Regions from separate parts of the Anas platyrhynchos genome. Here region 1 is linked to region 2. Evidence: chromatin contacts called from public Hi-C data. All regions are on one chromosome and are shown on one strand. Each heading gives the region's core, a stretch centred on a gene start, on an enhancer-like site or on the middle of the called end of the contact. The rest is flanking DNA. Distances are from core to core; before and after follow the strand shown.

Region 1 (5,893 bases), core at 2,703-5,202, 68 kb after region 2:
TCAGTGCATCACAGATGAACCTCAAGAAAGGCCCATGGATCCTACTGGAAAGGAATTCCAGCAGCACAAGATCAGTCACATGTATCTCACCTCTCACTACCCAGATGCTGCTGCCTGTCCCAATGCCTCCATCAGTGTATCCATTCAGGAACAAAAGCCAAGCCACAGGCTCTAGCACTACATTTCAGTCCTCCCCTTCATGTGGACCCTGCCTGGAGCCACAGATCTCTCAAAAAGACAGGCTGTTCCAGCTAGGAAGCCAAAGGCAGACACGCTGGTGTCTGCACACACAGGAGCTCACAATCTGTCCAAAATACCTCAGACCAGCATGAGAAGGAATGAGGTGCCTGAAGAAGCGGAATACTTTTATCAGATCTCCTATAACAGGGTGCTAGAAAAGAAGAGATAGGATTATTAGCAGAGGAAGGGGGTTTTCCAGAGGAGAGATGAGAAGGAGCCATGAGGACAGAGCTGTCTCACAGGACACACCACAAGAATGAGGCTTTGGGAGGAATAGCATGTTCCTCCCTCTCTGTTTTTTGAAAACCGAAGAGTGACAACTGTCAGTGGCATAATGCAGGATGCTCCACGCAAAACTGCAGAGAAGGGCCATCTCCTGCCCTGGAGCTGGCCCTAGGCTCTGTGTGTGCTCTCACTGCACAGCTGAGGCATCTCTGCTGGCTCAGCCTGCATTGTCCCTGGTTGAGCCACCATGTCTGTGACCTCAGGATCTCCCTGCCATAGACAGCTGCTGCTGGAAAAGCTGCTGAGTGCCCGAGTAACTCCCACACCTACAGACTGCAACAAAGCTGCCAGAGCTGGCCCAGCAGGCCAGCCCAGGTTGCAAATCTGCAGCTGACAGGACAAGCCCTGAACAGACAGGCCAGCATTCCCGGGTTGGGTTGCAAGCAGAGCCTCTGGCACCTTTCATGAGTGGTTCTCAAGGGGATTATGCTTGCAAATGAACTCTGCCAGCAGGAACTCCCAAAGCAGCCACCGGGCAGTCAAGGGACCATCACCTGCTCTAGTCCTACCGCGTGCAGTCTCTGAAGGGTCTGTCTCAGTCAGGACGGTCCCATGCTGGCCTTTGCTCCCCCAGCCACAACCCCTGTGAAGGGGCTTATGGGTGCCATGCTTCCTTCCTGCCAAAGAGAAAAGCTCTTTGCTTAATGCCAGATGCTCATCAGGTTCTTTGCACAGTCATCCAATTTGTTATTGTTTTCATTTGTTGTTTTTTTTTTCTTTTTCTAAAGATTTTCCGTTTCCTTAGAAGCTTTCCTTTCATTTTCTTTAGAAGCTATCCTGCTCCCACAGAGCTCAGAGAAATGGGTCTAGTTCTTATCTGCAGGTGTTTGCTGATAGCAGATGAACTCTGGCAGATCTTCGAGGAGGGCGTGTGCAAGGTGATTTCAGCCATAAAGTCCTCATGGGTGGGGTGTGATTTTTTTATATATATATTTTTTTACCCTCCTCATTCTCCATTTACTCACTTGCACTGATTTACAGATTCCCTGGGCTTCAGTGGGTTTACACCTCCTGAGGGAGGTTCACCTGCAAACATGACTTCCAGGCTGCAAGTACAGGCGGGCCATCCTCAGCAGGGTGGGAGCCGTGAATTGCTTTAACCTCAGAGAGATAGCCCAGAATGACACTGCAGTTTTTTCGCACTCTGCTGGGAAGTTGTGCCTGATGTGGGTATGAGGGCTGGGCTGGCATGGTGCTGGTGATGTGGGACACTCCTGCTGGAGGCTTCAAGCAAGCTGTGGGTTTCACGGTGTGGCCAGCATGCAGCACCAAACAATGCAGGGTGAGGGAGTGCAGCCTCCACGCACTCCCTGTGGGGAGCGAGAGCTGAGGCTGGCCATGCGGTGTGCGCAGCGGGACACAGCCAAGCAGGTCTGCAGGCAGCAGGAGGCTGCCTTTGTGCATGGCCAAACATCCTCGGAGGACAGAAGTACTGTCTCTTTGCTCCCAATACAATTGCAATTAGATGAATAGCAGTGTAATCCCATCCAGTGCTCCTCTGGGAGCTCACTGTCTGAGGGGCAGGCAACCTCCCCCATCCGAGCACTGAAAGGGGTCCCCCCAGGCAGGCATTCCCAGCCCACCCAGCCAAGCCCCTCCATCAGGACCATCTGCTGCTGGGCAGCCCCTCCTCCTACAGCCTCAGCCAAGACTGAGTGAGGCCAGCAGTGCCTTGGCAAACAAAGGCAGTCACACGGCTGGTGCTTTTAGCCCCAAGGGACAGAGGAAGAGGAGGGAGTGTGAGCCTGGAGCAGTCCTGTGTTCTCTTCTCCTTTGGGCAGATGGCTTCAGCAGTAGATCTCCAGGGGAAGATGGGAAACCAAAATGGGGAGTGTATTGTCCCCCTTCACCAGGTGATGCCACCACATGGAGAAAGGAAAGAGGATGAGAGGCTGCAGGGGACGCACCATGTGTCTGCTCCAAACTCTGCTCCTGTCTCCTGCTGCCGTGTCCCAGGCCAGGGACTTTTGTCTCCCACCGTCCTGGCCAAAGGGCAAAGCTGCTCCACCATCTGCTAGCAACAAACAGCAGAAGTGCAATCAGCAAAGCTGAGAGCTCTCTTTTCTTCGAATCTCTCTGGGTTTTTGGAGGGAATTTCCTCTCACACTGAAATTCTCAGACTTTTCCCTAGTGCCAAAGAGGCAATTTCGGGAAAGTCTTGAGAAACCTAGATTGTGCAACCAGGGGTTTAAAGTGATTTTCAGCCCACAAGGCAACTGATGACAATTTTGTCAGCAACTATTACCAAAACCCACCAGTTCCACTGTAACAGCAACCCCTGCCCAAGGAGGAGTGTGGAGGGAGAGGACACCCCGACTTAAGACTCCACTGTGCTCCAGCTGCACACAAGCTCATCACAAGCACCCTGCTCCTTGCTGTTCTTCTCCTCAAGCTAAGTTATATGTTGCCACCTCGGCATTCATTTGATTTTTCAGTTGGTCCTCTGCCATTCAGGACTGCCCATATGATTTCTAAATATCTAAAGTTGGGCAGGAATGACACCACATTTGTAGGACTTAACTCAATGCTCCAGGACAGTTGAGCTCAACTCAGGTATTTAAACCACCAGGTCCTCAGCACGGTGGTGCCCGCCTCCATTCCTCCAAACAGCCCAAGGTGCAAGGGACACCCTGTGTCTCCCCACCTTAGGAGAGATGGGAGATGCTAGCCCTTGGGAACAGCTCCAGTGCTGCAGCACATGGAGGAACACAACTCAGGGCTTTCCAAGGGGCAGCTTGGCAAACTGCAGGGCAACAGCAGTCATTTTCTTGCTAAAGTCAACAGCTCTGAGCCTGAATACACACAGCTGGGCACAAAGTGACTAGCGATCACATCTGCTGAATAAGAAGGGGTCATTGTTATGCTTTGTCACCCATTTCAGAGCAGATAGCACTTTAAAGCCATTTGGTTTTGCACTCTGAATAGTTAAAAAGGTCAGGCACTGAGCATGGGCAGTGGGGTGTTTTCCCAGCACTGGAGCGTGATGTGAATATTCCCAGGTGCAAATAGTTGTCTGAACATCCGCTGCCTTCCCAGTCCTGCAGCTTTGATCTGTTCCCCAGCTGAGCCTGGGTGCACGTTGTTCCCTGTCCCCATTCACCCTCCAGACCTGCAACTTGTTGCTGTGCAGTAGGGTTAAAGCCAGCACCATCGCAAAGGCAAATAGCAGAGCCGCTTGTAGATGAACTCTGGGAGGACCCGAGGGCTCAGAGGCAGGGCTCAGCCATGGTCTGACCCTGTAACCAATGCCTTTAATTTATTGTCAGTCTGAAGTAGAGACAGAACATGCTAATGAAACACTGGTTATTGGTTGGCAGTGAAAGTGGCGCTGCTTTCTTTTGCCTGAGCCTTTTTGTCATGGGCTGCGTGCTGGAAGCACTGTGCATGACAGGCACCCGCAGCCAGCCAGGCATGTTCCCCACCATGCTGCTCCCACAGTGCAATTACAAACCCAGACATAAATCGCGGTTAACCTTTGCTCTCTCTCATGTGTTTGTCCAGAGGCTACAGAAATATTGCACAAGACACGTGATAGCCAGAGAAACAAAAATAACTTTTATTAAACTGTCCCAGAGTGGGAGGGAAGGGGGAGTTTTTGGAAACTCAGTTCTTTTCACAATCAAGGAAGGTGTTTGTGAAAATAATGCAAACCAGGTATTTTATCGGCAGTTAAAGGTATGTGTTCAGATCTTGAAAGGGACAGATACACACCCTCATGACTCATGTACAGTAGGGCTTTGCACTCTGACTCTGACTTTGACGTCTTGTTTGCTCTTTTCAAAACCAAAACAAACTCACTTTCCCATCAGCTCAGCTCTTTCCAGCTACCCTGACTTTAAAATTCTTGCTAATTTTCTTTCTCTTCTCTCTCTATATCATTGCTACAAAACAAAGATGAACCTGTTCTAATTCCTTGTTATTTCTGAATGACATTGGATTAACAAGGAGAGAAATCTGATTTTGCAAAACTAATTGAGGTTTAAATTGCAAGAAAAAATAAACTGCTTTGCCCAATGCAGAACTGATTACAAGACGTTTGTATCTACCTGCAGATAGAGATATCAGCCAGCTGTGCATGTATTTGTGATGCTAAAACTGAAGTCACAAAGGTTGATAATATTGGGAAAGAAAATTCCTGTAGGCTGAAGCCCATGAAAGCAGACACCAGAGAAGGTGGCAGAAAAGCCCAATGAATATCCAGGCTGAGATTTTCGAAGAGAAATCATCTATATTAGAGCATGCAAATATAGCCTCATGCATCTTTTGTGTTCACTTTCCATGAACCTTCGACTGAATGAGTTTTACTAGCACAAATGTTGGAGAAAAGTGAAGTTCAAAGCTGCATGCATGAGTAACCATGGAAACTGAATTTTAAATTTGCACATGCGAGTATTTGTATCCAAAGTACTTTGTACGCTCGGCCAATGCAGAAAGAGGGACACCATCATGTCACAACTGGCCAATCGTAACTTAGAAACACAGCTTGAATTTCAAATATCACCTACTTACAGCAAAGCTCCGTCCACAGAGCAGAGAAAAAAGAAATGTGAAAAAACCTGCCTAGAATTGCCATCTGCTCGTGAATATTCCACAATTAGCAGGGATGGATTCATTGGATACATTATTCATTGTGGATTATTCGCTCAGATCTAACAGTGATAGTGCAACGGGTATTTAAATATTGCAGCAAGGAACCTTTTCAGACATGGAAGGTGTATATGACCATCCCCATGTATGAATATAGATGTGCTTCTGTCCTGCAGGAATCTCTGGGAACAATAGCTGTGTGGTAAATACCTTGTTCTCTGCAGTGACAGAAAACCTAGAGATCTATTATAAGCTGCATTTTTGTTACCCTTTTTAGTCTTCATCTTTCATCCTCTGCCCCAGCCCCTCCTCCCTCAGCTGGGCTGATAGAGCACCAAAGTCAGCTTCCATTTTAGCAACAAAGGCATTTGCTGTTTCCCTTGCTGTGGCTCAGGTAATGGGAGAGGTTTGGTGAGGCAATGTTTTTCCCCCCACCTGAGCCTTCCAACTTGATGCACATTATGCAGTGGGGAGAAAAAAAAAAAAAAAAAAAAAAAAGTGCAAAGCTGTGTTTGTGAACACATAATATCACATTTCCTAGGAAATCTTCCTAGGTTGTCCTGCACTTTGCAATTTGCATATGGGTGACTGCAGTGTGCAGATGCATTTTAGGCCTCTTTTGCAGGTTCAGCTTTTGTGGCATGGACCCAACTACTCTGTGGCCATTAGTGACAAATTGACCTTTGCAGTCCTCTGTGTCAAAGTCAAGACAGAACAGAAAGAGTCCCAAAATCCTCAGCTGGAAGCAATGACCAGTCTTGCAACAGGCATGGAAAGAAAC
Region 2 (6,179 bases), core at 43-2,542:
AGCAATGAAACTGCTGTTTTTTCTGTGTTGGAAAATACCAGCTCTCAAATCCCCACTTTTTTTCCTGGAAATATCTTAGGCTGGGAAAATCTGCCTGGGATTCAGCTTAGTTGCCAGGCTGCACCACATGTGGACCTGGTATTCCCAGGGCTGTGGGTCTGGCAGGCAGTACTTGGCAACCAGCCCCACTCTGTCTTCTCTGCAAAGCCCCAGCTCCCACCGCTGTTGAAACCAGCCAGCTGGGTCCGTCTCTGACTGGGGACACTGGGAAGTGCTGAGAAACCAGGTCTAGGCAAAAGGTGCTCTGAACACAGTGACACTGACTGTCAACTGTTTGTCACACAGCCCTGGAAGCATCTGGAGAGTTCCCTGTTCAAAGGAAATGCAGAAAAGTTTTGCTTTCAGCCCAGTTCAGATGAAAATCAAATTTCAACTACCCCAAATATTCATTTTCTTGGAAATCACACTTTCTGGTCAAGTTTCATTTTCTTTTTTTCAGTTTGTCTCTTCAGTGGCCAGCAAATACAACTCTCCTCATGGCTGCCCCAAATAGAGAAGCTGCCCATAAATGGGGACGATCTGGATTTCTGACCAGGTAAAATGTAAAGATAAATTCAGGCTTCTATAAGCAAGAAACAAAATATTTGCATAAATCCTCTTCCTCTGCACCTGTGTTATTTCCGTCCTGAATGATGAAACATTGCCCTGTTGGTACCATAACAATCAGAATGCCTGGAGCTACTCAGGACTCTGAACCATTGTGTCAGCAGGACAGGCTCTCAGAAAACAAGCAATGGAGTTTTTCAATATATATGTTTATTTCTTTGTATCTTTTGCAGCATTTCTCCACTATGAGGACAGAGCTGTTAATCTTACTAAATCTTAAAATCTCAAAAAGGGAATATAATTCCTACCAATTACCTACTCCTGTGCAAAAAAACATTGCAAAAGCATGGGGCATTTAGTAATTGCATGGTTCTCCTTCATATGTTATTAAAGCTCTGGACCAAAATCATTTTCAAAATCACATAGCAAAGAAGTATATAACAAGAGAAGGAGAACAACTCAGATTAAATCCCCTTTCTCTAGGGCCACATAGCTGCTTGTAACTACAGAATAGCTTCTGTAATCCATGATTTGGGGAACTGTTATTTAATTATGTGTTACTTTATTTCTTTTTTTATCAGGCCTCAGATCAGTGGAGGCACACTCAGTTGTGAACCTCAGGAGTGGTCTTAGTGTTGCCCTCAGATTTTCTGCCTGAACTTGGTTTACAGCTGCAGCTGCTCTGCCTGGTCTGCTGCTTCTTCCTTAACAGCTTTCAACTTTTGTCCTCGTGCCCTTTGCTTCCCTTCTCCAGAGCTATGAGAGTGCTAAATCAGCGTTTTCAGATGCACAAAATAACATTAGTGATAGAACAGGGCACTGTGTTCAAGAAGAAAAAAACAAACAAACAAACAAACAAACAAAAAAACAGTAAGCATGACACTGTTAGAGTGCAAAAACTCTGTTTCAGTTCAGCTGTCAGTGCACAACAAACTTCTACTTTCCAAGTGGATGGAAAATGTCCTAGTACAACTCATCTACACTGATATTAACATGATGCTTCACCTCCTGAAGATCCTGTTTCTCTGGTCCTGAGTTGCCCCTGTCCCAGAAATATGAGAAACCAAGTACAAGAAGAACAATAGGAAAGAAAATACTCTGCTTTAGCTGCTGCACAGCATGTTCCTGGCCAGCCTTGTAGAATGCCAACAAAATATGAATTAAGTACATTTACTGCTATTCCTGCAGCTGAGTAGAGGAGCTGGCAAACAGGTCCATCTGCTGCTATGCTCCCCTGCCCATACCAATGCCAATAGTCTTCTCAGAGATGAGCACTGCATCAAGGCAGAGAAACTGTGGGTAAGAAGAGGAGGCATTGGTACATGGGCCATCAGTGCATCATAGAATCATTTAGGCTGGAAAAGACCTCTAAGATCATCAAGTCCAACTGTTAACCTAGCACTGCCAAGTCTACCACTAGACCAGGTCTCAAAGCACCAAATTTACACATCTTTTGAGTACCTCCAGGGATGGTGACTCAACTACTTCCCTGGGCAGTCTGTTCCAATGCTTCACAGCCCTTTCAGTTAAGATTTTTTTTTCCAAATATTCAACCTAAAAATCCCCTGGCACAACATTAGGACATTTCCTCTTGTCCTATTGCTTGCTGCTTGGGAGAAGAGACTAACCCCCCACCACACTACAGCCTCCTTTAAGGTAATTATAAAGTACAGTAAGGTGTCCCCTGAGCCTCCTTTTCTCTAGACTAAATAACCCCAGTTTCCTCAGCTGCTCCTCATCAGACTTATTCTCTAGGTCCTTCACCAGCTTTGTTGCCCTTGTTTGGACATGCTCCAGCACCTTGATGTTCTTCTTGTAGTGAGGGGTCCAAAACTGAACACAATATTTGAGGTATGGTGTCACCAGAGCTGAGAACAGGGGACAATCATTTCACTAGTCCTTCTTATCACAATATTTATGATACAATCAGGATTCTGTTGGACTTCTTGGTCACCTGAGCACACTGCTGGCTCATATTCAGCCATCTATCCACCAATACACCCAGGTCCCTTTCTGCTGGTTAACTTTCCAGACACTCTTCCCTCAGCTTGTAGCATTACATGTAGTCGTTGTGCCCCAAGTGCAGGACCCGGCACTTGGCCTCATGGAACCTCATGCAGTTGGCTTTGGCCCAATGGTCCAGCCTATCCAGATTCATCTGCAGAACCTTCCTACCCTCGAGCAGATCGACACTCACTCCTAACTTGGTGTTTGCAAAACTACAGGGTGCACTTGATCCCCTTGTCCAGACCACTGATAAAGATCTCAAAGAGAACTGGCCCCAATACTGAGACTGGGACACCACTAATGACCGGCCTCCAACAGGATTTAAATCCGTTCACCATGACTGGGCCCAGCCAGTTTTTAACCCAATGAAGCATACACCAATCCAAGCCATGAGGAGCCAGTTTCTTGAGAAGAATGCTGAGGGAAATGTTGTCAAAAGCCTTACTGAAATCAAAGTAGACCACATCCACAGCCTTTCCCTCGTCCACTGAGCATGTCACCTTGCCGTAGAAGGCAATCAGGCTTGTCAAGCAGGAACTGCCTTTGATAAAGCCATGCTGACTGGGCCCAATCACCCAGTTGCCCTGTAAGTGCCACATGATGAGGATGTGCTCCATAATGTTCCCCAGCACTGAGGTCAGACTGACAGGCCTGTAGTTCCCTGTATCCTCCTTCCAGCAATTCTTGTAGATGGGCATCACATTTGCTAGCTGCCAGTAAAATGCGACCCGCCCTGACAGCCAGGGCTGCTGATAAATAATGGAAAGCAGCTTGGTGATCTGCTCCTTATGCCAGTTCCTTCATTACCCTCGGGTGGATCCCATCTAGCCCTGCAATGGAGAGGCTAGCACAGCTTGGCCATGCCCCTGGAGAGCTGCAGACCATGCTTTATGCTAGCATGGCATGTGCCTGCATGGCATACAACAGCATGGTGCACACCAGCGTGGTGCTCAACTGTTGCACAGAGGTGACATGCAGGCATTGGGGATGAGGAGGAAATGCGCCCTAGAACAGGGAACATCCAGGCAGCCATCACGAAAAGGACAAGTGGTGCCCAAAAATCAGAGCTGAAGGATGTCTGATGCTGACTTTGGATCTTGATGATTTTTCTGCTTTTCCAAAATTCTTTAGTCTTGCATATTAGGGCAATGTTCAGGCCTGATAATATGGGAAAGACAGGGATCAGAAAGACCACAAGAGCAGGAAGCAAAATCACACACAGCACTCCCAGAGACACAGAAGAGATGGAAGGGCAGCCAGGAGCAAGACGTTGGGGTGTCACGGTGATAGCACCCAAATCTAGCAGAGCCAGCCCACACTGCGACCATGCAGGGTGCAGCACTCCCTGCAAGCAGGGCATGCAAGCTGTACTGCAAGGCAAAGGCACAAGGGGGCACAGCTACGGCTGTGCATGCTGTTAGCACTGGGGCTGCCAGCCCACACATATTTTGTGTCCAATCTTGCTGTAGCAACCAGATGGCATTTTTCTTTATAACTACCTTTCCATCTCCTCTCTCCAATGTCCCAACTAAACACTCTTGCTTTAATGGCTGTTAGCACAGTCAATCACAGTCCTTGTGAATGTCTTACAAGGCCTAATTATTAATGCCTGCACCTTACTTTAGGTCTCAGATTGTTTGATCCCCACCTTCTGTTGTTGAACTTTGCTAATTTATTATCTATTATTGGGTTAACAAAGTTATTGATTTATGGTACCTCCTGGGACTTCTGGCTCTCTCTTGTGTATTCAGCCCATTCTGATCATGGTCAGAAGGATGAGACCTGCAGCACAGTGTGACCAGCTCCTCCACCATCAGGTTATGCCTTCATTCTGGCATCAAGACTGAATCAGCAGAGCTGCTTGGGAACACCCTTCTATACAGTGCATATTAATGAAAGCAGACAATTTTTTCAAGGACATCTATAATACCCCTCAAGTGTATACCAGGGCATTCCTCAACCCAGATAGAGGTGGAGCATCCTTTATGGCACCTTGCAGTCTTAGCCCCAGAGCCTGAGTTAGGTAGTGCTGGTTCTGTCGGGCCCTGGGCTGAAGTTTGGGTGACATATCCTCATGGGCAGATTGCAGCAGGTCTGGTGTGTCTTCCTTTGCCAGGTACCACATCTCCCCAGCATGGATCACAGCAAGCCATTGCAGCTCATGGTGGGTAAAAATGGCAAGATGTGCCAGGGTATACCAGAAAAACCTTTGAACAGCAACTCTGATGACTCTGACATCTGTCCTATTTATATTCCATACACAGTCTCAGTACAGGAATATAAGCTAAGGAGCCAGCATCCATCTCACCTGATATTAGCTTCTAAGAGCAGGTGCCAGCTCCAAGATAGTCATCTTAGTTTTCTGCTAGCCAAGTACCACCTGAATGTACCATGTCCATCCTAGGGGAGGAGCTAGCCACAAGATCAGGTGTGAAAAAAAAATCATTTTTTCTTCTTTTATGCTGCCAATTCTGTTCAGTTTTGCAGCCAAGGGCATATCTTTCGTTTTCGCTGCATCAGATATGAACATCACCTTAAACTCTTTAGTCACGTGAACATGGATTATAGGATAATTCATGTTGCATGGGACCTCACAGGAGGCTTTAATATGAAAGGCAATGGTACTGTAGACAACATATCTGGGCAGCTTTGTCTTTCCAAGGTTTGGGATTTGAGATGCTGGGTATGTCTAGGGCTGCCAGAATAAGGCAAATGGGTGCAGACAGGAGGTGAAGCTTTTAAATCCTTAAATATCACAGTTGAAACAAGTTAGCTCTAAGCTAGTGAGTGGTATTAGAAGCATATCAAACCCTGAAACACTGTCAGTGGGAAAACAATTCATGTTCCTGGCATATCTAACTGCCAGAATAACACTTCTGTTTCCCATGGGCCCTTTTGTTTAAAGGAGGGGAAAATCTGATTCAGTGCCTTGTACATTAACTGGAGTGAAAAAATAATTATAACTCCAAAACAAACCCAGCTCCAGGTTGTAGCTCCAATCTCCGTATCATATCTCTAGCGAGAAAACTTGCCCCTGCTGTGAAACCTGGGAATGTCATGGCTGGATGGGACTGTGGGACGCATAGCTTTCCTTAGGAAAAGGGCAGTGGACCAGATCATAAAGTCCCTGGCATATACAGTACATACCCCACAACCCAAACAGGACATGTTGATCCACATTTTCCTGATAGAAACTAAACTGGGTTTGGTAAAACTTGGCAGAACTTGGGGCAAATGTGTACTTTGCGTACAGCAATGTGGGTTTAAGCAATCAAGCCCCACTACAGAGCACTTCAGTACAAGATTCCTGAATAAATACATAAGGAAAAATGTTTACTTATCAGGGACAACCCTTCTGTGAGATAGGCATATCCCACATGTTTCTGGCCCCTAGTACTGATCATCTTTGCAGCTGTAGGTACAAGTCAAGGCCACCAGACTGTACTGAGTGTGTGTGTATCCTCAAAGCAGTTCAACCTCATCTCCTCCCTTTCCTTCCTTCTAACTAATTAATTTGGGAAATTTATGGTATTTAGAGCTTGGCTCTGCTCTGTTGTTTGTGAGGA

What was found. A called contact is a pair of places that touch in the nucleus more often than the background predicts.
Region 1: a Hi-C map of liver shows a contact between it and region 2, with 2.8 times the contacts expected there. The contact joins two enhancer-like sites. A contact is called at or near these places in 2 of 8 Hi-C or Micro-C datasets (liver and skeletal muscle).

The regions. Positions count from the first base shown.
Region 1 is chr24:6,870,674-6,876,566 of IASCAAS_PekinDuck_T2T, forward strand. No RefSeq gene overlaps it. Among named protein-coding and RNA genes, the nearest start is that of CITED4, 67 kb to the right of the region's middle. Within about 2 kb of position 3,953, at least 5 of the 8 cell types and tissues checked have an H3K27ac peak or open chromatin away from gene starts, as enhancers often do.
Region 2 is chr24:6,805,804-6,811,982 of IASCAAS_PekinDuck_T2T, forward strand. No RefSeq gene overlaps it. Among named protein-coding and RNA genes, the nearest start is that of CTPS1, 110 kb to the left of the region's middle. Within about 2 kb of position 1,293, at least 1 of the 8 cell types and tissues checked has an H3K27ac peak or open chromatin away from gene starts, as enhancers often do.